Linked DNA regions of Mus musculus: all the other regions are linked to region 5. The links are chromatin contacts, called in public promoter capture Hi-C maps. All regions are on one chromosome and are shown on one strand. The core of a region is the stretch at or near the end of the contact, and the rest is flanking DNA. Distances in the headings are between cores, read along the strand shown. Region 1 holds the start of Man2a2 (mannosidase 2, alpha 2). Region 2 holds the start of Vps33b (vacuolar protein sorting 33B). Region 3 holds the start of Prc1 (protein regulator of cytokinesis 1). Region 4 holds the start of Mesp2 (mesoderm posterior 2). Region 5 holds the start of Cpeb1 (cytoplasmic polyadenylation element binding protein 1).

Evidence for each region. Promoter capture Hi-C pulls out the DNA fragments that hold promoters and counts their contacts.
Region 1: a contact with region 5 is called in a promoter capture Hi-C map of liver, with 2.2 times the contacts expected there. The contact joins the promoter of Man2a2 here to the promoter of Cpeb1 in region 5. A contact is called at or near these places in 2 of 39 promoter capture datasets (hippocampal neurons and liver).
Region 2: a promoter capture Hi-C map of liver shows a contact between it and region 5, with 4 times the contacts expected there. The contact joins the promoter of Vps33b here to the promoter of Cpeb1 in region 5. A contact is called at or near these places in 2 of 39 promoter capture datasets (both in liver) and 1 of 115 datasets of contacts at active chromatin or transcription factors (pancreatic cancer cells).
Region 3: a promoter capture Hi-C map of liver shows a contact between it and region 5, with 2.3 times the contacts expected there. The contact joins the promoter of Prc1 here to the promoter of Cpeb1 in region 5. A contact is called at or near these places in 2 of 39 promoter capture datasets (both in liver).
Region 4: a contact with region 5 is called in a promoter capture Hi-C map of pre-B cells, with 2.7 times the contacts expected there. The contact joins the promoter of Mesp2 here to the promoter of Cpeb1 in region 5.

Annotation. Positions count from the first base shown.
Region 1 is chr7:80,368,671-80,374,424 of GRCm38.p6, forward strand. It overlaps Man2a2 (mannosidase 2, alpha 2), which reads right to left and starts at 2,705. Exons shown (of 24, transcript NM_172903.4): 1 at 2,432-2,705; 2 at 2,062-2,259; 3 at 923-1,075; 4 at 50-307. The coding sequence starts at 1,054.
Region 2 is chr7:80,266,639-80,272,114 of GRCm38.p6, forward strand. Vps33b (vacuolar protein sorting 33B) reads left to right here and starts at 3,017. Exons shown (of 23, transcript NM_178070.4): 1 at 3,017-3,441. The coding sequence starts at 3,346.
Region 3 is chr7:80,291,312-80,296,744 of GRCm38.p6, forward strand. It overlaps Prc1 (protein regulator of cytokinesis 1), which reads left to right and starts at 3,165. Exons shown (of 15, transcript NM_001374624.1): 1 at 3,165-3,280. The coding sequence starts at 3,270. It overlaps Vps33b (vacuolar protein sorting 33B), which reads left to right. Exons shown (of 23, transcript NM_178070.4): 23 at 1-268. It also overlaps a transcript of Rccd1 not described here.
Region 4 is chr7:79,807,025-79,812,820 of GRCm38.p6, forward strand. It overlaps Mesp2 (mesoderm posterior 2), which reads left to right and starts at 3,703. Exons shown (of 2, transcript NM_008589.2): 1 at 3,703-4,735; 2 at 5,505-5,796. The coding sequence starts at 3,905. The coding sequence ends at 5,786.
Region 5 is chr7:81,450,952-81,456,848 of GRCm38.p6, forward strand. Cpeb1 (cytoplasmic polyadenylation element binding protein 1) reads right to left here and starts at 3,807. Exons shown (of 12, transcript NM_007755.5): 1 at 3,683-3,807. The coding sequence starts at 3,697.

The sequences.
Region 1 (5,754 bases), core at 1,455-3,954, 1.1 Mb before region 5:
TCAGTGCCTGTCTGAGTGGGAGAGGGTCCCTGCCAGCTCCAACTCTTACCTGTAGTTCTGGCTTCTGACCCCGTCCCCCCAAAGCAAACTGGCAGTCCTGGGGGGAGACGGAGAAGAAGCTGGGCCGGGGCTCCGGGAGCACAGCCCAGGAACCGTTGGCGGTATGGTAGGGCAGCAGGGCTGGCGGGCCCTCCGCATTGGCTGTCAGTTCCAGTACAGAGTCCTTGATACGGCTTATGATGTCATGGTTTTCCTCCAGCAGTTGTTCCAGCTGTTCTATCCGGTTCTGTAGCACAGAGATTTGGCTCTGCAAAAAAAAAAAAAAAAAAAAAAAAAAACAAGAACAGAAAGGCATCATCACTCAGACCACGGAAGGCAAACATTTCCTCTCACATGCCCGTGCTCAGCGACCTACATGTTCCTCCTGTCTCAAGCACGGTGCTGAGGAGGACTGCGTTCAGCTTAATGGAAAAGCAATACGGTGGTCAATCAGCAGTGTCTGCCAGAAACTTAAGTCAGGCTATTATTACACAAGGCAAATTTCTTGTTCCCCTCCTCCCCCTTCTCCTCCTCCTCTTCCTCCTTCTCCTCCTCCTCCTCTCCCTCCTCCTTCAGCATTGCTGCTTTTCACTTCCTGTTACAGCCAGGAGCATAGCTCCGTGGTAGAGCATGTGTTTAGCATGCGCCAGTCCTTGGGCATCCATCTCCACAAGAAAGACAAATCTGCCTAGGAATGTCCCTGGGCTACAGCTACATAACTCAGTTGTAGATCGTTAGTGTTATATGCACGCATGCCCATGAGGAGGCTCTAGGTCCAATCTCTAAGACAATGGGGGTGGGGGGGTGCTCTTGTCCTGTGCTGACAAGACTCTCCTGAGCCCAGGTGACTTGCATTTGAAGAAGAGAACAAGGTGTGACTCACCCTGGGGAAGTTCCCACCATTCTGGTGTCTGGCAGGATCATGCTGCACTCGGTCCAGCATAAGGTACAGAGAAAAGACGGCCACACAGAAGATAGCAGCCCCACACACCGTCACCTGCTTTTTCAGCTTCATACTGACCCAGGAGGCACGTTCCTGGCAGGAGAGACACCACCTGTAGTTCTGGCATGCAAAACCCTTCTGTTGGTGTTCCTAACAAACGCTCTGTGGACTCCCAAGGAGAACCAACCTACTTGCTTGACTCTGGGTAAAAAAGCAAGTAAGCTTTCAAGTACCAAATCTTGGTTATGACTCCCAACACACAAGTAGCACATATATTTGGGGCTGGTCCTGTAGGAGAGGAGTTCTGATTCCCCTCAGCCCAAGCTATAGAAACCAGGATGTGGAGTGTGGGGGTGCAGTAGGTAAAGAGGCACTTGCAGGCAAGCCTGACAACCAAAGCGATTCATTTGATTCATATGGTGGAAGGTGAAAACCAACTACCACAAATTGTCCTCTGATTGCCGCATGTTTTCTGTGACGTACATGCACATAAATAAATGTAACACATTACAAACAAACAAACAGGGATAACAGAGCCCCAACTCTGACCCACACTTCATTACACAACCACTGATTGCAAACAGCTTGCTCAGGACTCTGAGAAGGCTCTCCCAAGCCACGTGTTTCCTCCCTTCAGATGTATACATAAATACAAGAGGTTTTATTTTGTTTGATTTAGGGGTACAATCACCAGCTGGAGAGACAGACAACCCCCCCACACACACACACTCACACCCTGCCTCCCCTGTGACCTCCTGGGGCTGACTGGAACTCAGCAGAAACAGTGCCTGGCCCAGATCCTATCTCAGAGAATACAGAATGGATTTCTTTTAAGAGAAAAAGAAATGCCCATGTTTCTAACGCAACCCAGTTCTAGGATTGTCCCCATCAGTACTGATTCCTGCTGTGCAAAACTTCCAGTCCTGGCTTCCAGAGTGCTTTAAAGGGACTCTTAGGAAGCTAGCGGCGAGACTGATAAAGTCCCCAGGGTAGCGGAAGCCAGGCACAGCGGCTCCGAAACGGGGCAACTCGAGACGACCCACAGTGCCTGCCGCCACCGCCCGCGAGTCCCCACTTGCCTGCCGGAGGAGGGAGGACGCTAGCTGCTGAACGCGCGTGGGCGGGACCGCTCTCTGGAGTCTGCTCTTCGGGCCCTGGTGCTGAAAAGCTCAGTCACCTCAGCCTGCGTCCTACTTAATGCGATCTGATTCCGCTCAGGAGCCTCCGGGCAATATTTTTAGTCCCTGGAGATTGGGTCCGGGCCAAAGAGGGCGGAGCTAGGGAGCAGGAGCTGGGTCACCGTGGGGCAATTACCTGCCGAGATGTAACCCCCCTCCTCCGGCCCGCCCAGCCCCCCTCCGGCCCTCGGGGCTCAACCGGCACCCGGGGGCCGCAACGCTCGCGGCCTGCAGGCTGGAGTCCTCGCCCACGCCCCGCCTGGCCCGTTACCGTACGCGGCCGGCCTCCGCGCCGCTCGGGACCCGGCCGGCCGAGCCGCCACTGCTCGCATCCCGGGGGACCGCGGCCCGCGCGCGGGCAGTTGCGCAGGCTAAGAGGGACGCCTGGCCACCCACCGCCCCTGCTCGGCCCCGCAGCCGCGCTCCCGCGGGGGCCAGGGCCGCTGCGCGCTCCCTGCGCTCGCCCCGCGCCTGTGCTCCCGCGCTCCCGCCTCCACGGGGCCGAGCGGTGCGCCCGGCAGGAGGAGGGGCGCGGGGGACCGCGCGCAGCGTCCCCTAGTGCCGGGTCCCGCCGCTGCCTCGCCCCCCGCCGGGTTCCGCAGCGCCCCCTGGCACCCGACTCGGTCGCCTCCCGCTGGGTCGGTGCCGGGGTCCGCTATGGCTGCGGGGCGGCTGTGCGCAGCCGTTGACCCGGCAGGGCGGGAGTGGCGGAACCCCAGCAAGGTCGCGCCACTGTTTCTTGTTGTGTTTTTGTTTTTTTTGTTTTTGTTTTTGTTTTTTCTCTTGGTCTTCCAAGAGTAAGATTTAGGCAGGAGCAGAAAGGGCAAAACCGTGCGGTGCTTCGTGGCCTCCCTGCCTGGCTCAATAGTGATGTTTCTTAGTCAAAGGAATAGTGCCTCCCTCTAGGTTTTGTGAGTTCCGGGTGGCTCTGGGTTTCCTGACACTAAGGGCGAAATGCATATCATCCGGTTAAAGGTTTATTGAGCATCCATGTTTCCAATTTACAGCGTAAGATACCATACTGCAATGAACATCTCCACAAATTCCACACTTTTCTTCCTTTTAAGATTAATATTTGGATGGATGTAGGAGCCCGTGCTTAGTCCCAGCACCTGGAAGGCAGAGGCAGGGAGATCTCTGAATTCGAGGCCAGTCTGTTTTACATTTTGAGTTCCGGGACAGCCATAGCTACTTGGGGGGGGGGGGGGGGGAGATTGCTTGCTAGATCGTAGTGGCACACACCTATAAATCCTCCTGTCTCAGATTGACACAAATTCGAAGCTATCTTGGACTACACATTTGCAATCCTGTTTCAAAAGAAAAAAAGATTGCTAAAATTACTGCCTGAAACTGAGCTGGCCCACTAAAAGTCCAGCTCTTGGGAAGTTGAGGCTAGAGGATCCCAGCAAACGGACACTAGCCTGGACTACGTAGCAAAACAAATATTACTCTCTGTTGTAGACTACCCCTAACCCCAGGTTCACATCTTGAAGTTCTGTCCCCAGATTTGACCATATCGGGAGGTGGGGCTTTGATAAGATTAAGATTAGCTCATGAAGGCAGAGCCCTTAGAAAGCAGATTATCCTGTCCTTATAAAAACATCCCAGAACCCAGGTCCTCAGCAGTCAAGAAACAGAGATAAGGCAGATCTTGGTGAGTCCCAGGCCAGCCTGGGCAGCATGGTGAGACCCTGTCTCAAAATAAAAATAATAGCAACCCAGAAGCCAGTGAGGTGGCTCAGTGGGTAAAGATGCCACCAAGCCTGATGACCTGAGTGTGATCTTCAGAGTCCACGTGGTGGAAGGAAAGACTCCTCTGATCTCCTACATATGTGCCACAGTGACTGCAAACACACACACACCACACACACACACAGAGAGAGAGAGAGAGAGAGAGAGAGAGAGAGAGAGAGAGAGAGAGAGAGAGAGAGAAGGAATCAAGCAGTTTGTAACTACAGTGGCCTCCAAGAAGGAAGAGAGCCTACATGCTACGGAAACAGGAAAAAGGGGTGGGGGAGCTGGACAGGTGGCTCAGTGGTTAGAGCACTGGCTGTTCTTCCAGAGGTCCCCAGTTCAATTTCCAGCAACCACACGGTGGCTCACAACCATCTGTAATGGAATCCAAGACCCTTTTCTAGTGTGCATGAAGACAGCTAAAGTGTATTCATATAAATAAATAAAAACTTAATTTTTTTAAAAAAGGGGGATATAAAAAGGCAGTAAGGTGTAGTCTTTTACAAAATGGGGATGAGGGGTGGGTCTTTCTCCAGTCTGCTGGCCTCCTCTGGCCTGGGAGAGAATCATAGTACACTTGTGGTCCAGCCTCACCATACAGCAATAGCAAGTACTCTGTCATAGCTGATTTCAATAGTGCTATCCCCCTGCAATCCAGCTTCTTGTGGATCCAGCTAAGAACAGTTTTCAGATGCATATTTAGGCAGAGGATGGTCTACTCTTCCTAGATACTGGTGGTGGTGTTTTGCTTTTATGTTTTGTCTTGAGACAGGGTCTTTCTGCATAGCCCTGACCAGCCTAGCACTCTCTCTATAGTCTAGGCAGGCCTTGTACTCTACTTAGAGATCTGCCTGCCTCTGCACTGGGATTAAAAGTATAGGCCACCATGTTCCCTCTTATCTGCACGTTTAAAGCCAGTTTAGTCTACATAATTAGTTTCAGGCCAGTTAGGGCTCTGCAGCAAAACTATCTCAACAAAACAAAACAAATGCTTAACAGAGCTTCCGTTTTCTGTGCATATGCAGACAGCTGTGTCAGACACAGAAAAAAAATCAGTCTACCCTCAAGGTGGTCTATCCACCGGAACTATCTGGGTTTAAGTGCCTACACCATATCTTCTGGGAATCTCTCGGCCACTTGGCTGTCCAGTTAGTGTCCAGAAATATTGGCTGAGTGTCTTTGGCCTTGTATCAGTTGTGGTCTTGAGTTTTCTCGTGTCAGTCCCGGGTGGCCTGCCACATCCCAGGTGACAGTAGCTTCGGTTTTTGCAGAGCACTATTAGTTCTGCCCAGCTGCTGTTGGCCATTGGCTTCCACGCACGCTTTTGATGGGAAGGTTCCTTAGCCTTGTCGGACCCGTGCTCCACTTACAGGCCACGGGGTTCTTCCTACACAAGGTGAGACTCGTGGCACCAGCACCAGGCTGCCAGCCTACCGGCGTCTCCTCATAAGTCAGTAAAAGGGTAGCAGGTGCTTTTCCGATTGATGCTTGCCAAGCCAAGCCGCAAAGCCCCCTCTTTGCCTGTTGCCTGAAGTTCCCTTTTCTATGCAAAATATCCAAGCCCTGGCTTCCAGCCACAGTTGCTTGCTGCACTCCGCCTGCTGTTTGGTTTGCTTGATCAGTCCTCCAACCAGGTCCAGGTTCCCAGGAGCCTCAATGTCCCAAGTATCTCAAATGAGCGGCCACGCGGGCCCTCTGTAAGAGTGGCAGAGCCTTTAGAGCCCTTAGAAAGCTGAGCTATCTCTCTAGCTTTGGTTTCCACTTTTAAATTTTCTGGGGTTTGAGACTTTGGCTGGCCTGAAACTCTCTATGCAGATCAGACGAGCCTTAAAGTCATAGAAATCCACCCACCCCTGTGTG
Region 2 (5,476 bases), core at 1,767-4,266, 1.2 Mb before region 5:
TTCCTGCTGTGTCCCTTGTCTTAGAAATGGCTAGGCTGGGAGACTAATGTAGGCTCTAGTACAATTCACGTTTTGTGGGGGTTTCCTAGTTTTTGTTTTAAAGATTCATTTATGTGTTCTGGGTATTTTGCCTTCATGAACATAGATGTGCACCTCATGCATGCCTGGTACCATGGATCCCTGGAAGTGAAGTTACAGATGGTTGTGAGCTGTTAGGTGGGTGCTGGGAATTGGACCTCAGTCCTCTTCAAGAGCAGTTAATGCACTTAACCACTGAGCCATCTCTCCAGCCCTTTGCCCCGCTGCAGTCTCCGCTGGCTGTGGTTACAGGATTTCATGGGTTCTTGTTTTGAGGCCTTCTAGTTTCACGTGAACATCGATCACACTGAATGAGGTGGTACTGCACTTGGGAGCGCAGGAGGAAGACAGGTAATGCGGTCTCACTTTAGCTGGAAATAAAGCAGCCACAGAAGACTGGGTACGTCAGCCACTTGGGTTGGTGGACCACAGCACAGAGCACATGGCTGGACCACCTCTATTCCTCAGTGCAGCGGTCACCAAGCAGGTTAAGATGGTGTGAGGTCAGGCCAAGGTCAACATAAAGTATGAAGCACTATGGGCTTAGGCCTTTAAAACAAACAAACTTATTTATTGTAATGGTGCTAGAGAGTGAATCACCCAGCCTGGTTTTTAAGTGACTTATCCCGTTGGTTTGTTTTCTAAACAGGATTTTGTTGGTATGTTCCTTTTAACCCTTTGTGAAGAGTAGGGTAACAAATTCAAGAAAGTAAGAAGAAAGAATCAAGTGTTATTTTTACCATTCTGCAGAAAGGATGCCAACATAGGGTAAAGGCAAAAATAGCTAACATGCTGCTTTGGTGCCAGATGATATTTTTAAACTGATGATGAGAAAGTCCTGCCCTCTATCCCCATAGGCTGTTTGGGATTCACAGTCGAGCATAACCTCATCCTATTGTGTTAAGAGGCAAGACCTTTTAATATAAGTAGTTTGAGGCTTGAGGCTGTTCTCCGTTTTGTAGCTAATTTTTAAATTATAATTAATTTTTTTGAGATAGGGTCACTATATAGCACCAGCTGTACAGCAACTATGTAGACCAGGCTGGTCCTGAAGTCACAGAGATCCTGCCTCTTGTCTACCCAGTGCTGGGTCTGGCTGTCGCCATTCTTGGTTATTCTGGATTCTTTTCACCCTTCTCCACCCCTTTCCTACCCTTTCCACCCCTGAACACTAGATAAGAGAAAAAAAGGATAGGAGAAGAAAGAGACCCCTGAATAAAATCAGGGTTCAGAAAGGGGCAACATTATCATTAGACTACTTCCTGCTGATTAGGGGTGATGAGTTCCTTGGAGCAAGTTTGATCTTCTCAGCCAGGATATCTAATTTCTTCACCCATGACTAAACAAATTGCAACCAACAACCCATCATGCCTCTTGGGGCCCTAGCATTTATACCCTCTGAAAAGACACCAGAATTCCAAATGTCACACACAAACTATCTGCAGCTGGCAAAGTCATGCCCTTGCCAGAGCACAAGGCAAATCATGGTTGATGCGAACCATCTGAAGCAGCCTCATATCCCACACCTGGGATTAGAACGAAAACGTGTTCTTATATTTCCATTAAAAAAAAAAAACCAAAATTCCAAAATTTTTACTATACCTGGCCTCAATATATTTCCTATACCTTAAGTCTCACCTCTCACATCTTTTCCTCTTTGCTAGTTATTTTTAGAAGCTGGGTCATTTGTCCCAGGTGAGTTTCTGCTTTGAGGGAGTGGGAGTTGGGGAGGCAGGGAAGGGGTTGGCCAGAGGTTGGGGTGGAGTCCTTGCTAGCTCTCCAGCTAACCTTTTGAGTCAGGGTTTTCTGATGAACCCAGAGCCAGGTGATTAGGTTAGTCTAGCTAGACAGCTTGCCTGAGGGATCCCCAGCCTCTGACTTTGGAGTGCTGAAGTTACTGAGCTGATGTCACACCCCCTTAGCATGTTTGTGGGTGCTGGGGATCCAAACTCTAGTCTCCACCCTTTCATTCACTGAGCTGTACCCCAGCTTCCCTCAACTTTCTGTGGAGACCAGAGTAGCCGAGAACTCCTGATCCCTCTCTCTGCTTCGAAGGGTTGGGTTTACAGACACCCACCAAGATGACAGACTGCCTTTGTTTTCTTTCTTTTTTAAACAACAAAGTATTATACCTCACCCTTTCTCCCATTATTTCATTTATTGATTTCCCCAGTCAGCTCCTATCTGCAATAGACAGCATGGCCTACATATTGTGACCTTGTTTCATAAACAAATTCTATGTAAACAACACTATATAGATGTGTTTCTGTGTTTTTGCTTGTTTTTGATTTTTGTTTTGGTTTTTCTAGACAGGGTTTCTCTGTGTGGTCCTGGTAGTCCAGGAGCGCACTCTGTAGGACAGGCTGGCCTCAAACTTAGAGATTCACCTTCCTCTGCCTCCCAATGGCTGGGATTAAAGGCGTGCACCACTACCAGCTGACTACTTCTGTATTTTGCCTCTTTAATTTGTACAGTTGTTTTGTAGCATGATTGTGCCACAAGCTTATTCATTTCTTCCATAATGGCCATTAACAAATCGAACTCCAATAGCCAAGGGTTACAGCTGGCAAGCCTTAACTTTCATAGTCTAACACATTCATTCCTCTTTACACTGCTCGCTTACCTTCTATTACCAGGAAGCTAAGGACTGAATAGTTGGAGACTAAATTAACAGCTGAGACTCCAGCAATCAGCGCTCTGTAGACTAGGTTTCTCTCTCTCTCTCTCTCTCTCTCTCTCACACACACACACACACACACACACACTGTGCTCTGCAGACTAGGTTTCAAACACACACACCGCTCACATTCACACAAAGTAAACCTGTGAAAAGATTCACTCCCGTTTTCAAATGTCCCTTCCCGGCCGCCGTCCCCTTCTAGTGCTCTAATCGCTAACTGGGAGACCCGGACTTCCGGGATGTCTAGGAAGTGGCTTTTCTCTGGGTAGGAGGCGGGGTTCCCCGGCACGCTGCCGAGTGTGCGGATGTCGTTGGGAATCCTGCTGACAGGCTGAGTGGACTCGGGCGGGACCAGTGACTATAGGTCTCCAAGGAGAGTCGCCTGAGCCTGTGGCCGTCCGTCCGGGAGGTGGTCGGTCATTCATCCGTCGAGTACGGCAGAGGAGCGAGGGCCCCTTGGGGGTCCTGGGATCCAGAGCCCAGGCAAGCGGGGTACCAGCCTGCAGTAACACCTTGGGCTGTCGCCGGCCTTTGCAGAACAGGGAGAATTCTGCTGCTCTCACACGGTGGCTCAGGTGACCGCTGCCATGGCTTTTCCCCATCGGCTGGACGCCCCTGAGCTTCCCGACTTCTCTATGCTCAAGAGGCTGGCTCGGGACCAGCTCATCTATCTGCTAGAACAGGTCAGTGCCTGCCGTGGCCGGCGCCTTTACTGCGTCAACAGTGTGGCCCTCAATGTGACTTCTTCCTTGCTGAGTCCCTTGGTTTTTTTTCTTTGAGCTTCTGAGACAGATCCAAAATGGGGCGGTCAACAGGAAAAACCAGAGTAGTAACAGTTGCTTGAGACCTGGCCAGAGAATAAATGGAAATTGCCAGCCTCTGTGCAAATGAAAAAGACACACTTGTGCCAGGCATCACTGGAGATGGAAATACAGTTGAAATACCTCTGTCACTAGTTACATTCCAGGAGATGCCCTATGAAATAATGACCCCTAAAGGGTGCTGGATGGTAAGTGAATTCTAGACTTCCGGAAAAGTTTAGAATAAACAACAGCTGGGGCGATCTAAGAGTTTCCTGAGATCTAGAGTTTGAAGAATAGACATGCTTTCTCTGGAGCAGGAACATCGTGCACATTCAGGCAGTTGGGCTGCTAGATGGGAAGCCTAGCAGGGAAGGACCGGTGCATGAGCAGAGGAAAGAGCTAACAGAAGTTACACTGTAGGTTGGAAATAAAGTTCAGTGGTTAGACAATTGCCCAGGCAGGGTTCTCGGTTTCATCCATTGTTCCCCATGGGAAAGAAAGGGTGGTCGTACACACCTTTAATCCCAGTGCATTCATTCCTTCACAGGCAGAGGCAGGCAGATCTCTGAGTTTGAGGCCAGCCTGATCTACAGAGTGAGTTCCAGGACAGCCAGGGCTACATAGAAAAACCCTGTCTTGAAAAACAAACAAACAACAAAAATCAAACCCAAACAAACAAATTACACAGCAGGCTGAAGACCCACACCCATTTGTAGTGTGAAGCAATGTTTGCCATAGTGGTTTGTAACGAAGAGCAATTGGACAGCAGGCTAGTTCAGAGAATACTGATTAAAGTAGTAAAAGCTTACAAAAAACTGATGGCAGTAGAAAGGAGAGAAATGATGGGGTTTGGTTGTTGGTTTTGTTTCTTTAGGTCGTACTATGTAGCCCAGGGTATCCTCTGGCAAAACCTCTGATTCAGCCTTCCCAAGTGCTAGCATTACAGGAATTTGCCAGCACACCTGACTTGTGATAGATTTATAAATTACAGTGAAAGAACATTCAGAGATATTGATTAGTTGTAAATATTGAGGAAGTACCAAAGTTGACTTAGTCTGTGTTATTAGGACAGTAGTGTTGCTACTGTCATTGTAATGGTTTGCTTATTGTTATGGTTTGCTTATTGTTCATGGAAGCCTCTCAGGTATAGGAATAGTGTGTGTTCTGCCCAGCATCAAGTACTGAGCTGAGAATCAGCCACATAGCAGGTGCTTAATGAAAAATTGTTGTGCCAACATTGAACGAAACTGAAAAGCACACACGTGTAAGTCAAATGCATGTAGACACAAAATGCGCGTGGGCACACACACACACAGAGGAAGAGGCTAAGTGAAGAAAGTTGATTAATTTGGAGTTGAAGTCAAGTTAAAGTGCTAATAGTTAGGGGCTATGGGTGTTCCTCACTGTATAGTTCCATTTCTCTCCTTTGGAACCCTAGGTTCTAGCCGAGAGAGAGAGAGAGAGAGAGAGAGAGAGAGAGAGAGAGAGAGAGAGAGAGAGAGAGAACCTTAGGGGACACAGGACCGTATGGTATTTCTCCTTTGTATGTCCCATAATGCTAGCGTAGAGATTTGCACATGAAAGTGTTTCAAAAAGTATGTGGAGAATGGCAAGATAAGTGCTGGAGAGTAGTAGAGACTAAGATAGAACCTTATTAGTGGAGAGTATTGCGGCAGAAGAGACACCACAAGGTCAAGGTCATAAGGACTCTGGGCACTATTACCTTCCCCATACTAATTTCTGTTTTGTTTTTTTTTTTCTTTTTGTCTGTGCATGTGGCATGTAGGCATGCGTGTTCACATGTGTACATGTTCACATGTGTACATGCATGTAGGCATGCTTGTTCACATGTATATGGGTATGTGTATACACATGTGCCCATGTGTTGGGAGGTCCAAGGTTGGCAATGGTAGTC
Region 3 (5,433 bases), core at 1,915-4,414, 1.2 Mb before region 5:
CACACACACACACATATACACATACACACACACACATACACACACACACACACACACACACACACACACACCCCAGCTACACTTAATACTCAGAGCTGGGAACTTTGGAACTAATTTTGGGGGAGAGAATTCATGTCCTATCCTCCAGGATACTCCTCTTGCTTATAAATTGTATATAGTTCATGCTGCTAAGATATGAGGGGAGAGGTATTCTTTGCAAATCCTGTTTGAATATTATTGTAAATAAAGCCTCTGTTCTCTCTCTCTCTCTCTTTGTTTTTTGTTTGTTTGTTTGTTTGTTTGTTTTCAAGACAGGGTTTCTCTGTATAGCCCTGACTGTCCTGGAACTTCCTCTGTAGAGTAGGCTGGCCTTGGACTCAGAAACTGCCTGCCTCTGCCTCCTGAGTGCTGGGATTAAAGTGGTTTTTAAACCACTGCTGGGCACCTCTGTTCTCAAATGCAATATCTTTGTAGTCCTAGACATACAATCTCCTTTTTTACATAGTGAGACTTTCCTGGGGGCTTCATGTGCTTCATGACCTGGACTTTCATTGTTTACTCTTGGAGGAGGTTTGGTCTGTTGCTACATATTGTAATGTTAAATTTTGTACCAGGAGTGAGTTCTCACATTTATCAACCTTTGTTGTACAAACCTTGCTCCTTAATTTAAAACTATTGGTTAAATAAAATGGAACAGCTAATTACTGGAAGGATTAGAGATAGGTGGGTTTTGAGTTACATGGTTGGAAGTTGCAACAAAGGAGAAAGAAAGGAGACAGAGGGAGGAGGAAGCCACTGTGAGGGAAGATGGACCATGAGCACAAGGCCAGGAGAAGCGGCAAGTGTCTGGGATACACCACTGGGGAGGTAGTGAGGCTAGCAGTTAGAAAAGTAGATTAGGGGTGACTGCCAGTAACTGTCATAGTCAAATAAAATAACCATAGCTGGGTCTCATTCTTACGTAAACTAGACAGGGATAAGATTAAAATAGTTCAACGATCCTGGGCCTACTCCGTTTTCCCTGGAGGGAGTCACTAACCTCCCGTGTATAGGAGGAGGAAGGCTGCAGTGGCCCACAGTGGTGCACACACGCCTTCCCATCCTAAGGTTCTGTGCTCCAGTACACTTCCAGAAGATAAATGTGTTACTGCTCTAACTTAAACAGACAGGTTTACTTGTTCCTTTTTTGAGACATGATCACTGGCTAGCCTAGACTTATGTAAACCAGGCTGGACTCGAAGTTATCATGATCCTCCTGCCTCTCACATGTTGTAATTACAGGTTTCTATTACTGTGCCTAGTAAATAAAATATTATGTTTTGTTTTCTAAAAGTAAGAAAAAAATCTTTCTGATGACAAACTCAATGACTTTCTATAATCCCAGCACATGGGAGGCTGAGGCAGGAAGATGACTGACAAGTTCAAGACCAGCTTGGGCTATGCAATGAGTTTCATGCCATCCTGGTGTACAGAATGACACCTTGTCTCAGAAAAAACAGGTGTGTCAGGGTGTGATAGCGCTTGGCTTGCTAGGGTGTGATAACCCTAGCACTCAACAAATAAACAGGCAAATAAACAAATATCTTTATAGTTGTAATTTTACTACTGTTATGAATCAAATATCTGTTATGTAGGATGTCTGCTATTCTACTCCTGTGATAGGGCTATTTGACACCCCCCCCCCCCCAAAGGGCTCAAGACCCACATTTTGAGAATCACAGCTTTGGATTCTACTTCCTAGACCCATGCAGTGGGAGGAGAAAACTGAATCTTTTAAGTTGCCCTCTATTCTCCACACATGACCACCCCATATACACACACAAATTTAATAAATGTATTTATCATAAAAAAGAGAAGCAAATAATGAGACTCTTATAGATGGTACAGTTGACCAATACAGAAAAGCAGACAATTTTAGTTATAATTCAGTATAAACTAGATTTTGTTTTATTTTGGGCCTATAGATGGAAGCTAGTGGTTTAAAAGCGCATTGCTAATCACCAGTGCTGTGGGTAACAAGGATACTCCAGGTAAAGTTTGGTGCAGAAGATAGGTTAATAAGTACCTCTTCGCAAAGGAGAATTCAATAATTACACTTCTACAAATCATTTTGGAGGAGGTAGCAAAAAAGAAATTCATCTCAGCTTTATTACAAATTTTAGTCTGAGTAGCAAAGGAGATACTCCCATAGCAGTGTATTAGGTAATAGTAAATCATTGAAAATGGGATACAGATGCTATGGGTCAGTGGGAAGAAAAGGACACACAAATACTTTGGTTGTTTTTTGTTTTTGTTTTTTGTTTGTTTGTTTGTTTGTTTTGGTTTTTCGAGACAGGGTTTCTCTGTGTAGCCCTGGCTGTCCTGGAACTCACTTTGCGGACCAGGCTGGCCTCGAACTCAGAAATCCGCCTGCCTCTGCCTCCCAAGTGCTGGTATTAAAGGCGTGCGCCACCACGCCCGGCTACACAAATACTTTGATGTCATGTTCAAATTGTGGAGTTTTCCTGATTTACCTAAATCTTATAATGTGCAAGAAAAACAAAGCCCAAATCACCATTTGCTCACAGCTAAATTGGGCAAGTCAGTTTTTTCCTGTAGCCCAAACTATTTCCCTGTCCTGTCTCTGCCGCCTACGTTCTGGAAAAGCTACTCAAATCTTTTTCTTCAGGATAGTGATGATCATTATTAACAGGTGTGTTCTAATGATTAAATGCGATAAACTTGTCCACTAAGGTACCAGGACCAAGAGCCTGGTTTTTTTTTCCTTCTAAGCTTTCCTGCTAGTCCCTGCTCCTCTTGGGACATTGGAGAGTAGCAAGAAGTCGAGCTGTTCTGGCAGTCTACCCAATACTTCTCAGGAAGCACAAAAATTTGAAACCCAACGGCAGCAACTCAGTGGGTACCGGTGACATCATCGGCCACACCCCTACACCCCACCCTTGAGGCGGGCATAGGTGCACGCATGCGCATATTGAGGCCCGCACGCTCCCCGTGCAAGCGCTTCCCACGCCCTAGGCGGTCTCTGTATCCCAGGCCTAGGCAGCAGCCCTTCGCAGGAGGGGCGGGACGAGGGCGGGGCTCCGTGAGTGGCGGACGCGGTAACCAATTGTCATTTGGCACCGCCTCTGGCTCGGTTTGAATTCCGCGGGGTCCAACGGCTCGAGAGTGGAGACGGACTCCGGGTGAAGTCTGCTGCGGCTGGTTACCGTTCTCCGTCCCGCGCGTGGCAAGTGGAGGGTCTCGATTCTGGACAGCTTGGAGCGTCCACCATGAGGAGAAGGTGCGGGTCTCTTAGGGGCGGGACCCATTACTGAGGTGCGGGTCTGGTACCAGGTTCGACAAGCTGGGTTCGCCGGTCTTCAGGCACCGATGTCTGTGGCTGGGGCGCTCGAAGCCGGCTCCGGAGGGCATCTGTGCCCGAGGCCACTAGCGGGGCGAGCAGCGGGGACAGCGCGGGGTTGACACGCTTCCTCGAGGCCGGGGTGGGTTTGTCTCAGGCCTGGCGTAGCTGGCGGCCGAGCTCAGGTGCCGCCGCAAGTCGCGGCTACTCGGCCTCTTCTCTGTGTAAACGCTGAGCATGTAATGGTGTGGGCTTCTCATCTCTTGAGTATAGTCTGTAATCGCATTGCTCGGGAGGCTAGAACAAAATCGATTCGAGTTTAGCCTAGGAGATGTAGTTTAAGACTAACCTGGGCTACGGAGTGAGACAGTACAAAAAGCCCTGAAGTTTTTTTAACCTTAAAGTTTTAAATGTATCGTTTTTTCTTCGTGTCTTACAGTTCCGCGTTTTTACTTGAGTTAGGAAGACGGCTTGAGCCGGCCAGTGGTGGCACACGCCTTTAATCCCACCACTTGGGAGGCGGAGGCAGGCGGATTTCTGAGTTCGAGGATAGCCAGGGCTACAGAGTGAGTTCCAGGACAGCCAGGGTTACACAGAGAAACCCTGTCACAAAAAAAAAAAAAAAAAAAAAAAAAAAAAAAAAAAAAAGAAAGAAAGAAAGAAAGGCTTTATTTCCTTGCAAGTTAACAAATTCGAATTCTTTTCCGGTCGTTTTAAGATTCCCAGGCGGGGTTAGAGAGATGGTTTAGCGGCTAAAAGCACTGATTGCTCTCCCAGAGGAGGTGGGTTCAATTTCCCAGCACTCACAAGGCAGCTCACAACTGTCTTTAACTCCAGTTCCAGGTGATTTTTGACACCCTCACATACAGACATACATCTAGGAAAAACACCGACGCACCTATGAAAATAAATAAAAAGAATCCTCTATTAAAAAGAAAATTCCCGGGCACTGCTTGGGAGTGCCCGATTGGAAATCCAATCAGAACTGACTCTTTGAGTAAAAGGCTGAATGCCGTTTTCGAATTTATAAAATAATTTTCTGCAACGAGTTGGGTGACAAGGCTTTGTAATTTCTAAGAATCTTGGTTTTGTGATTATAGATTTTGATCATTTTTTTTACCCCCAGATACTTGGCCTCAAGAGTCTGGGAATAGAATGAAAACAACTGACAAGTAGTATTGTGAAAAGAAATTGAGTACAAGGCTAAGGATTTCAGATATTCCCATCTGAATGACGTTATTCATTAAGCCCTTCTGGGGTTAATGGTGCATTATGAAGACTAGTAAAATCCTAACTTACACTGAATAGAAATTTGTATTCAGAGTATATTTGGATATGATTACCCTCACCTGTAATCTACAGATCTCAGGAGTTCAAGACAGGGAGTTCCAGACATCTGCAATATAAAGAGATCCTATTTCAAAATAGGAAAGCCAGACAGCTGGGTGAGGGGCACATCTATCCCCCCCACTGTCTTGGGAGGTAGAGGTGGGAGGTTCAAGGCCAGAGCAGCTTATAAGAGACCACGCCCCTCCCCCAAGAAAATAAAGTCTTCCAGTATGGCTTGTCCAAGTATTTTCTGCTTTTGTTTTGTTTTTTGTTTTGTTTTTCGAGACAGGGTTTCTCTGTGTAGCCCTGGCTGTCTTGGAACTCATTTTGTAGACCAGGCTGGCCTCAAACAGAAATCCACCTGCCTCTGCCTCCCAAGTGCTGGGATTAAAGGCATACGCCACCATGCCTGGCTATTTTCTGCTTTTTAAAAAACTTCTGAGACACACTTGTTGAGATTGCAGGAAGGCCACACCAATCCCTTGTCTTGGTTTCAGTCGGATTTGAGATCCTTGAATTTATGTCTCAATGTTGTATTTTAAAAAGATTTCTTTATTTTATTTATTAGGGTAGGGTGCTTTTAAAACAGGGTCTGTACACAGCTCTGGCTGCCCTGGAACTCCCTGTGTAGGCCAGGCTGGCCTCAACCCCAGAGATGCAGCTGCCCCTGCCTTCTGAGTACTTCTGAGTGTGGGGATTAAAGGAGTACACCACTATATGTGGTTCCTTTTTGGAGGGCTGGGATGGGGGAAGCACTAAGCCAG
Region 4 (5,796 bases), core at 2,453-4,952, 1.6 Mb before region 5:
GAATGTAGGAGAGTTGGTAATTCACGGTCAGCATCAGCTACAGATGGAGTTCAAGGCCAGCGAGGTGGACTTGAGACCCTGTCATCTTAAAAAAAAAAAAAAAAAGTCTGGGTGGTATTAGGATTTCTTTTGCTGGGATGAAACCCCACCAACAAAAGTAATTCGGGGAGGAAAGAGTTAATTTCCTTATATTTCCACTCATGGAAGAAAGTCAGACCAGGATCTCAAGTACAGCAGGAATCTAGAGGCAGGAGCTGCTGAAGAGGCCATGGAGGGATGCTACCTTCTGGCTTGCTCTCTGTGGCTTGCTTAACTTACTTCTCATAGCACAAAGGACCATCAAGCCCAGGGTTGGCCCCACCCACAATGGGCTGGGCCCTCCCACATCAATTACGAATTAATAAAGTGCCCTGCAGGCTTGTTAGCAGCCCAATCTTATGCAGGCATCTGCTTATTTGAGGGTCCTCCTTCTCAAATGACTTTAGTTTGTGTCATGTTAACACAAGCTATACAGCACAAGGATGTTGGGGGGATGGCTGCAAATGGGTTGCAAGCATGAAGACCTGAGAACCACATCCAGGAGGCCATAACAGTTCTGAGGAGAAGACAGAATCTGCTTCCAGCATGCTGTTCTGGGAAGGACGGTCAGTCAACAAGCCTCTCAGGGCTGCTGTGGCCTATCGACATGGCTTGAGTATGTCACCACACATTCCTGAGTTAGAGTTTGGTTCTGTCTATGGCAATGTTGAGGTGATACCGAAACGGATTCTGTTTGGCATCTACTTATAATGCCAGCACTTGAGAGACTGAGGCAGAATCAATCCCAAGTTCAAAGCCAACCTGGGCTCTATGCATGAAGATGGTGGGGACTTTTAAGAGATATTGGAGGTGGCTGGGTTGTCCTTAATAGGATATGTTCTCACAGAGCCCACATCAGTTCCTACCAGAGACAGCTGTTACAAAAAGGGCAAAATTGCCAAGAGTGGTGGTTGGCGCAGGCCTTTAATCCCACTTGGGAGGCAGAGGCAGAGATGGGCAGATCCCAGTGTTCATGGCCAGCCTGATCTACATAATGAGACCCTGTCTAGTTGGGGGGGGGGCATTTTAAAAAATAAATTAGCTTTTAGAAAAAAAAATAACAGGAAAAAGAGGAGTTTGTTTTGTTGTTTGGCTTTCAGCACTGGGGATAAAACCCAGGTTCTGGCACATGCTAGGCAAGTGGTCGACCCTTGAGCTCCCTCTCAACCCCAGGAGGTGGGAATTAAAATGCAGGGAATCTCCCAGCAAATGAAGCAATGAGCTAAATCAAGAGATGTAAATGGAGAAAATAGAACTCATGTGGAAATTCAATTCAAACACAGAGTGAGAGGTCTAGTTCACAAAAAGAAAAAGAAAAAACAAGAAAGAAAAGGCTGAACGTGGTGATACACACCTTTAGGTCTACACAGAAAGTTCCAGGACGCCTGGAACATTCCAGAACATAACAGAGAGACCTTGCCTCAAAAAAGAGAAGAAATTAATGTCTTGCAGCTCTGGGGGCTGGGACACTCCAAAGCACAATGCCGACATCCAGACTCACCCATGGCAGAAGCCAGCACATGCCAAGGCCGAGTGAGCACATGTGACAGCTTGCCTCTTTGAGAGTAGAGCCCTCATGGCCCGTCACTGCCCAAGGGCTCTCCTGCCCTTGGCACTGCTGAGCTGGGGCATAGGAGTTCCCGGGGATTGACCCAAAGCCTAGTAAGTACGGTGCACTTCCCAAAGAGACCTGAGTTCATGAGTTCACATGGCTACAGCGGCTGAGCTGGACCAAGGGCAACCACCCAGGGCGGTCACTCTGAAGAGTCACAGGGCCTTTAGTCACAGACCTGTCAGGTTTCCATCTCTCACAGTGAAATGTTTATTTGGTTATGTAATTAAGTTAATTTTTTAAGTGATAACATTTACAAAGCACTGTTTACTCCAGGCTGTGCCAGTGAAGTCCATTCTTGAAAACTACTTTTTTGTTTGTTTGTTTGTTTGTTTGTTTTAGAAAACAGTGTTTCTCTGTGTAGCCCAAGCTGTCCTGAAACTTGCTCTGTAGACCAGGCTGGCTTCGAGCTCACAGATTTGCCTACCTCTGACTTCCTAGTGCTGGGAGGTTTCTTGAAAACTTTTTAAAATTTTATTTATTTATTTATTTATTTATAAATAATAAATGCTCTCATGCATGTACGTACACCACATGTGCCTGTTGGATCCACTAGAATTGAGGTTACTGATGGTTGTGAGCCAACATGTGGATGCTGGGACTTGAACCCAGGTCCTTTGCAAGAGCAACAAGTGCTCTTAACCACTGAGCCATCTCTCCAGTCCTCTAAAGTATTCTTGTCACACTCACCTTGACTGATATTTTAGATTACTTTACCCTTCTGCTCAAAAGTCAAAGAGGCTCCCCGTGGCCTTGAGAGTAAAACCAACTCAGCCTGGTTCCAGACGTGCCTGGCCCTCCCACCTCCAGGCCTTTCCCTTCTGGAAATGTTCTCTGTGTCCCCTCTCCCTAATGAAACAATGCTCTTGGTTCAAGACCCAGCTGGACCTGCTCAGCCTCGGTGGCTAAGGCCTGACTGCGCCAAAAGCTCATTTAACCCTTAGCTTTCTGTCCTGGAGATGATGCAGGGTATGGGTGCCTTGTTTCAGTTGCAGTTGATGCTCAGGAGAGCCTGTCCTTGGCTTTTATTACCTCAGCTGTTTCTCACAGAAGTTCTGGGAGCAGATGCCATACTTAGCTGTTTTGCTAATCAGGACAAGCTCAGGCAGGTTAAGGGCCCTGCATATAATAAGCAAATGTGTGCCCATAAACACTTTGAAATGTTAGTGCCTGGGTTTGATTTGTTTTAGTTTTTTGAGACAGGGTTTCATGTAGCCCAGGCTGGCCTCAAACTTTCTATGGACTTGAACTCCTCATCCTCTGGCCTCTACCTCCCAAGGGCTTGGACTATAGCCATGAGTGGTCACCGGTGGCAGTACTGGGTTTATTTGTTTGATTGATTTTCTTTTCTGGAACAAGTTCTTGATGGGTACAGGTTGACCTCACCTCCCTCCAATTCTCCTGCCTCAGTCTCCCAAGTGCTAAATTACGGGTATATGGACCACACCTGTATCAGTCCCTTCTTTATAAAGTGTAGGCACAATGAAAGCCCATAGCAAGCAATTTCAGGATTAATCCAGGGAGGGCTGGAAGTCATTCTGTGCAGCAATTCCTACTGAGATGAGCTCAAAGAAATTAGGTGGCTTCAAGGTGACACAAAGCTTCAAGTTGGCTTTGGCATCCACCTCCTTCCATTTCCACTTCCCAGCCTGGAACCCTCCAGGCTGCTGGGTTCCATTTTTAGTGGGTACAGATACTGTGGTCAGTGAGAGTTTCTAAGTGTATACAGCAAATTGGCTAATGGGGGAACCTGAGGAAGCCCCACTGTGCTGGTCGGAACCAGCACAGGCATAGCCCATTAAAGGCTAATGATGAAGGGTGGCCACTCTGTAAGTGAACCAGAGGCACGGGATAGACATCCAGGTACCCAGCAGCCATCTACCGTGGTGGTGGGTTCGGGTGTATTCACCCTGCAGTAGCAGGGCGGAGTGAAGGTGGGGGCTCGGTGAGAAGCTTAGCAACTCCATCCAGATGCGAATTGTCTCTCCCACACTTCCCGGCAGCAGGGGCCTCCATTAGAGCCTTCGAGGGGTCAGAATCCACACCTCTGCAAATGGGCCCGCTTTCCCAGGGCCCCCCTGCCCAGACCTTCCCTGGGCTCTGTGGGTTTTGACACCTCTCTGCAACCTGGCAGGGGACCACCTCACACCTTTAGTCCAGATAAAAGCTAGGACCTGGAGGTGACCGGTCCAGCTTCCCAGAGTCACACCAGCCATGGCCCAGTCGCCTCCTCCTCAGAGCCTCCAGGGTCTCGACCACTGGGTCTTCTCCCAGGGCTGGGGCTGGGCTCAGCAATCGGACTCCACGTCTCCGGCCTCGTCCTCAGATTCGTCCGGTTCCTGCCCTTGCTACGCCACCCGTCGGCCCTCGCAGCCCGCCGGCCCGGCCCGTAGCACGCGCACTACCCAGGCGACGGCGCCCCGACGAACGCGCCCAGCGCCCGCAGGCGGACAGCGGCAGAGCGCCAGCGAGCGCGAGAAGCTGCGCATGCGCACACTCGCCCGCGCGCTGCAAGAACTGCGCCGCTTCCTGCCGCCGTCGGTGGCACCTGCAGGCCAGAGCCTGACCAAGATCGAGACGCTGCGCCTGGCCATCCGCTACATCGGCCACCTGTCAGCCCTGCTGGGCCTCAGCGAGGACAGTCTGCGGCGCAGGCGCCGACGGAGTGCGGACGCGGCGTTCTCTCACCGATGCCCTCAATGCCCCGACGGTGGCAGCCCCTCACAGGCTCAGATGCTTGGTCCTAGCCTGGGATCAGCCATGAGTAGTGGGGTGTCCTGGGGGTGCCCGCCTGCTTGTCCTGGACCTCTGATCTCACCTGAAAACCTTGGGAACAGGATCTCCAACGTGGATCCCTGGGTGACACCTCCTTATTGTCCCCAAATACAGTCACCCTTACACCAGTCCCTAGAAAGAGCCGCTGACTCCTCTCCCTGGGCACCACCTCAAGCATGTCCTGGCATGCAGATGTCCCCAGAGCCTAGGAACAAGACTGGACACTGGACACAATCCACTGAACCTGCAGAGCTGACTAAAGTGTATCAGGTAGGTCCTAGGACCCCTGCCATTTTCATGGCTTCATTTGGAACTAAAGTGGACGGTCTCTCGTTTGTACAGGGTCTCCTACTCATCAGGTCCCAGGTTATCCAATGAAGGGATAGATGGAAATAGCCTTATTTACACCTGTAGGAGAAGAGATGAGGCCCCGGGAAGTTATAGCCACTGCCATAATTGCCACCTTTGCTGTGCAACAGTCACCACAGCTTGGTGAAGAGAGGATGGCCCTCGGATTTACACAGAGGCCAGGGTGGAAGGCGAGGGCCTTCACTAGCTGGAAATTCTAAGTTCAGTACATGAGTGAGGCCCAGGGGTATTGGCAGCACCTCCTAAATAGATCCTTCTGGAAGTGGTGACCTGAGTGTTTTCTTTGAGATGCGTTCATCCATAAATGACTTGTGGCCCATAAAAGATTATAGTGATGACTGGGTTTTACCAAGCACTCTCTGGTTGCTTTGTACTTTCCCTGTATCCGATTATACAGCTCTATGATGCGTTATGATGCTAATACAGCACCCCATTTTACAGGTGGGAAAACTGACATGAAGAAACTTCTCATAGCAGAGCTAGGATTTGAAGGTTGGCAGTGGGTCCCCAGAACCAGGATTCTTGATTTCTATGGTCCACTGTATGAGTTCCCCTGAGGCTATGCAGGCAGCACCAGCTACACTGGGGAACCAGCTACACTGGGGAAAGAGCCAGGTTTGAAATCTCCAGTCAGTGACCATGTCATACAACCCCCCTATTTCTCTTGCAGAGTCTTTCTGTGTCTCCAGAACCCTGCCTGTCCCTGGGAAGCCCACTTCTCCTGCCCCGCCCATCATGCCAGAGACTACAGCCTCAGCCTCAGCCTCAGCCTCAGTGGGGCTGCTGGGGCCACGATGCAGAGGTGCTCTCCACCTCTGAGGATCAGGGTTCCAGCCCTGCCCTCCAGCTTCCTGTGGCCAGCCCCACCCCCAGCTCAGGCCTGCAGCTCAGTGGCTGTCCTGAACTTTGGCAGGAAGACCTGGAAGGACCCCCACTGAATATTTTCTACTAATATGGCCTTA
Region 5 (5,897 bases), core at 2,557-5,056:
AATGGATAAAGAATCTACCTGGTTTGTATCAGAGTTTGTGTTCTCACATAAAAATCCACTTGCCAAAGGTTTTGAATATACTCATTACTACTTTACAGTCTTAAGTGTAAAATACAGAAATAAGTGTTCCTTCTATCACCTTTCAACCTCTTAATAGATTAGATATGACTAGATAGAATGCTGATGCTAAGATTCTAAGCCTTGCCCAGAATTAAAGGCCCAGCCCCTCATTACTAGGTCAGGGTCCTTTTGTGCCCTGGGAGAGGGCACAAAGGCATTTGGTAAGGACAGAGCGGTGAAGACTATGCACCACCCTACTTTCATCAGTCTTAGAACACTTATCTATAATTGCAGGGCTCTGAGCCCCAGGATCTTACGCTGAAAGGACAGAACTGACTCCTGCAAGTTGTTTTTCTCCCAATATGCAATTATTAAAAATATAATAAAACTTAAAAACAATTATTTCAAATCTGTCTTGTCTGAGGAAAAATTATTAAAATTTTATCTCTACTGAAAATATAAGTTTTCTTTATAGTAGGTTGGAAGGGTCAGCACACAGTGGGAGGAGCCTTTCTTCAGACCTCTGGCTATCAGGACCAACTGCTCTGACCCACACCATGGAACAGTAGACACAGCACATTCCTTCCAGGCACTAATGCTCAGAAGACCTATCCTAAATTCTACAACAAGAGGAGATTCCTATCTCTACAGACAACTATAAAAATAGGACCAGCCCATAAAACCTCTTCTCTACATCATCCATCAGCAATAACCTTTTGATCCTTGCCATGACAAGGCACACAACATGTTACAGACTGGGATAAAACAACAAAAAGACCCAGGATCTGATTCCATCACTTAATGGCTTTTTGAATGGGTATGTGAGCCTCAACTTCAAACTAGTCTTCAGGTTGAATCCAACATTAAAGATGTTCTATTTGATCCAAACTGTTTTAAGTTTTTATTGCTGTACTTATAAGCCAGAGATTCTTCAAAATGGGGAGGTGTCAAAGGTCCATCAACTCTGGGCATGAAGTTTTCAGTAGTCAATTAATGAACACTTCCTTTAGAGCAGCATATACATATACACTATAGGTCAATGGTTACTACTCTTCCCTCTTTTTCAACTCATTTACTTTACCTTGGTATAATTTAGGTTTATAAATCACTTAAAGGTTTGTTTGTTTGTTTGTTTTTAGTGAGTCGATTGCACCAGATACAAATACTTCTCAAAACAGCCATTATCAATAGCTTCTTGTTAACAAGTTTGGTGCTGTTCTTAGAATCATACAACTTTATCTTCCTCCTCCACTTTCTGCTTTATGAACACTTAATGTGCCACAGCACTGCAATTGCCTATACTGAAAGGACCCCAGAACCATTCCTAACTGCAAATGTCCCCAGGTTCATTAAATGCGTGTGTCAGCTCTCTAACTCCTGTCTGCTCTGCAGGCTGACACAGCCTCCCTTCCACACTGGGGGGCCTCTGCCAGGGAAGCTGTCTGTAAAACAATCATTGGGAGGGGAGCAAGTGTTTTTATACTACAAAGCTGACTTACCTCTACACTTGTCAACTTTCATTAAACAGAGCAGGCAGTGCCAAATGACTCAAATTTAGATAACTGTGAGAAGTAAGAGGGTGGGACATGGTAAACGCTACAGAAAATGCCCCGTGAGTTCCAGGCAAGATCTTACAAGAAAGGGTAAACGGTAAGTGGTGACTCTTGAACACTACTGTCCTTAGGGGCTCCTAACAGGCTACAGCCCCAGTGTACGTTCAAAGTCGGCGGTCCATTCCTTTCTACATACAGGGAAAACAATCTTGAACTTCTTGTCTTGTTTTGCCTGTTGTATTTTTCTGTTGTTTAAAAAAAAAAAGAAAAGAAAAGAAAAGAAGAAAAGAAGATCTTGTGTCCTTACACTCAAAAAGAGCATGCGAAAGTGGAAACTCGCCTCATCAAAGTCTCCACTGGTACACGTGGCCCGAATCACCTAAGAGGTGGCCTGGAGAAAGCTGGTACACGCGTGCCTTTCCAGAACACTAAACTCGACCCACTGGCCCCAGCAAATGACGCAGCCCAGCAGTTTACCCAGGTGCCAGAAGAGAGTGGGGAGGCAGCCCGGTAGCCAGGGAGACCAAAGGAAGCAGTTGCCAGAGAAATGCGTTCATCAGAGTCGGGCCTGGAGGCCGCGGTGGGGGATGGGGCGGCCTGAGGCTGGCAGCCCCAGGCTATTCCAGGTCTCCGGTGCTTCCGACATTTCCACAGGCTTAATTCTATCTGAGGGCAGGGCAGAGTCAGCCTGCAAGGCACAAAGTGCCACTACAGAGCACGGTGCTAACTAACGCCTGCGAGGCTGCACAGAACGAGGCTGCATAGGACCCTGGAGCCCAGGTGCTCCGTGCTTTCTGGTGTTGCGGGCCACTTTGCAGGAACCGTGGCCTTGCAGAGCCCCCTGGAAATGAGGCTCGTGACCGTGAGAGGCTGGAACCGCACAGCAACCCACACGGGTGGCCTGCGCTGCCCACCGAGGACGCTCTTTGCTGACATGGGTCCCCCTGCCTAGGCATGGGCCTCCCCCCACACACACCCCGTTGCGTCTAGGCCCCCAGTGAAGCAGCCTTGTCAGCCCTACCCGCCCAGCGTCCAGCCTCCGCTCCCCCAAACCAGAGGTCAGGGCTGGAGGCCACGCGAGCCCATCTGCAACCCGACACCCCCGAATTTGGACACCTGGCCTTGCTGGCTGAGAAACGCTGAGCGACACCCTCGAGGCCACATGAGTGCGTCCCGCCAGGCCGCCCGAGTGAGGCAAGCGGACGCCGCCGAGGACTAGCTGGCTTCCCGCCTGCGCCCCCTCGCGGGCTGCTCAACTCCTCCTCCCCTCCGGGCCCGCGCCCCCCAGCCCCGCGAGGCTCCCGGGGACAGCCCTCGAAGCCCGGTCACACGCACGTGCGACCTCACCTGGCCCGGTCCACCCTCGGGGCTAGGGCTCCGGGAGCAATCGAACGTGTGAAGCCACGTGACTTCCCCGGGCTTGGAAAGAGCGCGGCCCGCACGAGGGGCCCGAGACCTCGGCTTTAAAGGAGCCATGTCAGCGCCGTCGTGGCGCGTCTCCCCCTGCGCCGCCCCAGCCTGAGGGGGTCTCCGCGGCTCGCTGCTGCGCCGCCCGCAGCGAGCCGCCAGCCCCTGCCTCCTGCGGGACGCCAAGGCGACTCTCGGGGAGAGAGAGAGAAGGAAAGAGAGAGACGGGAGCCGCGGGCACCGCCGGCCAGCCGGCCGGCCGCTCGAGCTCTCCCGTGCGACGGCTGCGGAAAAAGGAAGTGTTGGCGTCCGGGCGCCCGTCCGCGCGGCCGGCTCCTGTCTGGACGTATGTTCGAGGCCACCGAGAGTTGTGCAAGTGCAGCTCCGAGGCCCCGGCGGTCGCCCCCGAAGGGCCGCGGCGCCTTTAAGCCCAAAGGCCTGAGTCACGAGGAAGCTCCCTGCCCCTCCCCGCGCGCCCCACACCGCTCCACGAGGCCCACGACCGCGGGCATGTGACCGGCGCCCCGCCCGGGACGCTAACCCGGGCGGCGGTGAGGGGGCCCTGTGAAGTGGCGAGACTGCGCGCGGACCGTTAGCCGAGGCGGCCGGCGGGGACAGCAGCCCCGCCCGGCCCGGCCCCGCCCCGCCCCGGCGGCTCTTACCAGAGAGAAAGCCATGGGGTCCGGCGTGGCCCTAAGGGACTGGCGGGCGGGCGGGCGCGCGGGCCGGCGGGTCTGTGCGGCGCGGGACGCGCACACACGTGGGCACTATTTTTGCAGCGAGCAGCGCACGACTCCGCACCCCGGCGGCTTATAAAGCTCCGCGGCGCTGGCCTGACGAGGAGCACCTGTGTCGGCCCCGCCCGGCCTCGTCCCCGCCCCCGCCCCCTGCGCTCCTTCCTGCCGTCCAGACCCGCGCTCCGCCGCCCACCCTGGGCCTGGGGGTCCGAACGGGGGGTGGGGGTTAGTTCTGAGGCTCGAGCCAAGACAGACCACCACTGCCTCCCCGGAGCCCGAGGGGGCTCAGGCCTGAGCAAGTCCCTCGCCCGGTGACCCTGACCATTTCACTCTCCCGCGGGCCTCAGTTTCCCTACAGATTTACAAGACCCTGGGATGCCCCGCTGCGCCGGTGACGTGCGCCCCCCCCCCAAAAAAACGTATAACCACGCCTCTCCTTTGCTAGTGACCTCTCGGGTGGAAGCCCCGGTGGCACCGAACCCAGCCCCTCCACCCATCCCCACCTGCAGCAGACACGCCCTCACTTCAGACCGACTGCCACTGCATCTGGAGCGAGCTGGAACCCGGAGCGCAGGCGTCAGGGGATTCGGGAAAGTTCCGAAAACAGCAGTGATCCTCTTCGGATTGCAGTTCCCCAGGGAAACCGCTCCCGACGCTCCCTCCAGAATGACAGGACGCTTTACTGACAAAATTCGGGGCAAGAGATCAGGGTGAGCGAAGCTGTTGTTCCGAGAGGCGTCATGGGCCAGCTAGGGCTGGACCAGACCGGAAGCCCAAGCGAGCGCAGAGGCGGAGATGGCATTCCGGGCTGCAGACCAGGGAAGGCGGAGAGGGAGGAATGCACTGAGAGGCTCAATCTGACTAAGACCAGCTAATGCGTGTTGGTGCCACAGGAGGGAAGCCCGAGCCCAGTTTCTGAAGGGCTTTTATTCTGCAGCTAGCTGGAAACTAGAGGAAAGGTGAACAAGCTTGGAAGTTGCCAGGTCTCTTTTAAGGTGTTGCTGGAGAGTTGGAGGTGGGAAATAAGCCACTAGGTTGGTTAAGAAAGAGAACAGAGCTTATTGAACATTTCTAAGTGTTTTATATGTTATACTTTTTATTCAGCGCGTATTATACTCAAGGTTCCTCCTGACAGGTGAAGAAGCTGTTACCAACTTGCTGGCAGGTTTGTGAGGCAGGAACGTATAAGCTTCTGCCCAGGGTATTAAGAAAGGAAGCCTACGGTCCTAGCCTAGTGTGTTTGGAGAAGGTGGGGAAGAGGACAGATGCTGGAGTTAAAGTGCAGAGGGAGCTGAATGACAGCTGGCTAGTCTCCATTCTGTGGTCGTTCCCAAGGGTTACTGAAGTCCTAAGCAGAAAGGGTGGTTACAGTATGGAGAACCCATCCCCTTAGGAGCAGCCCAACCCCCATCTTGGCAGCATAGGCCTGATAAATCAAACCTAGTATTTCTTGCTTCTCTTCTCTTCCTATTCTGAGAGGTGCCACACTTAGATGCCTACAACATGGGAACTGTAAGTGAGGGTGTATGAGATGCTCTGAAGACCCAAGGCATATCTGGAAAGACCGATGGCATCTATGACTAAGACATCCATGGTGGCTTAGGCCCATAACTGCAATACTATCACAGATGAGGCAGAAGGAGGGGTGCCTTGCATCCGAAGGCAGTTAGGAACTACAGTCTGAAGGAAGTCTACCTCAAGGAAATAAATTAATTAATTAACTAATTAATTAAATGGAAGGAATAGGTTAGCCGATAGGCATCAGAAACCTCTAAAATATCTCATCTTAAGGTCGCCATGTACCTTAGTAGCTGCCAATTTGTGATCCTTCACATCCAGTCCTCCCTGACCCAAAGTTAAACAAGATAAGAATCTAAGACTTGAAATGGCACCTGAGGGCCTATGGGAATGGATACCTGAAAAAATATAAAGTTTCAAGCTCCCAGCCTATAAGAAAGTAACTTTGAACACAGATTTCTGCTGCTAAATCACCGTCCCTAAACCTAGCCAAAGGCAGGAGGAGTGGAGTATTTTCTGGGCATTCAAGCGTGTACTTCTCACACTTCTAAATGCTTTGCTTGTTAACTCATAGGTAAAGAGGCTGCTGTTCAAAGAAGGAACATGCTTGGCTTCAGCTGTT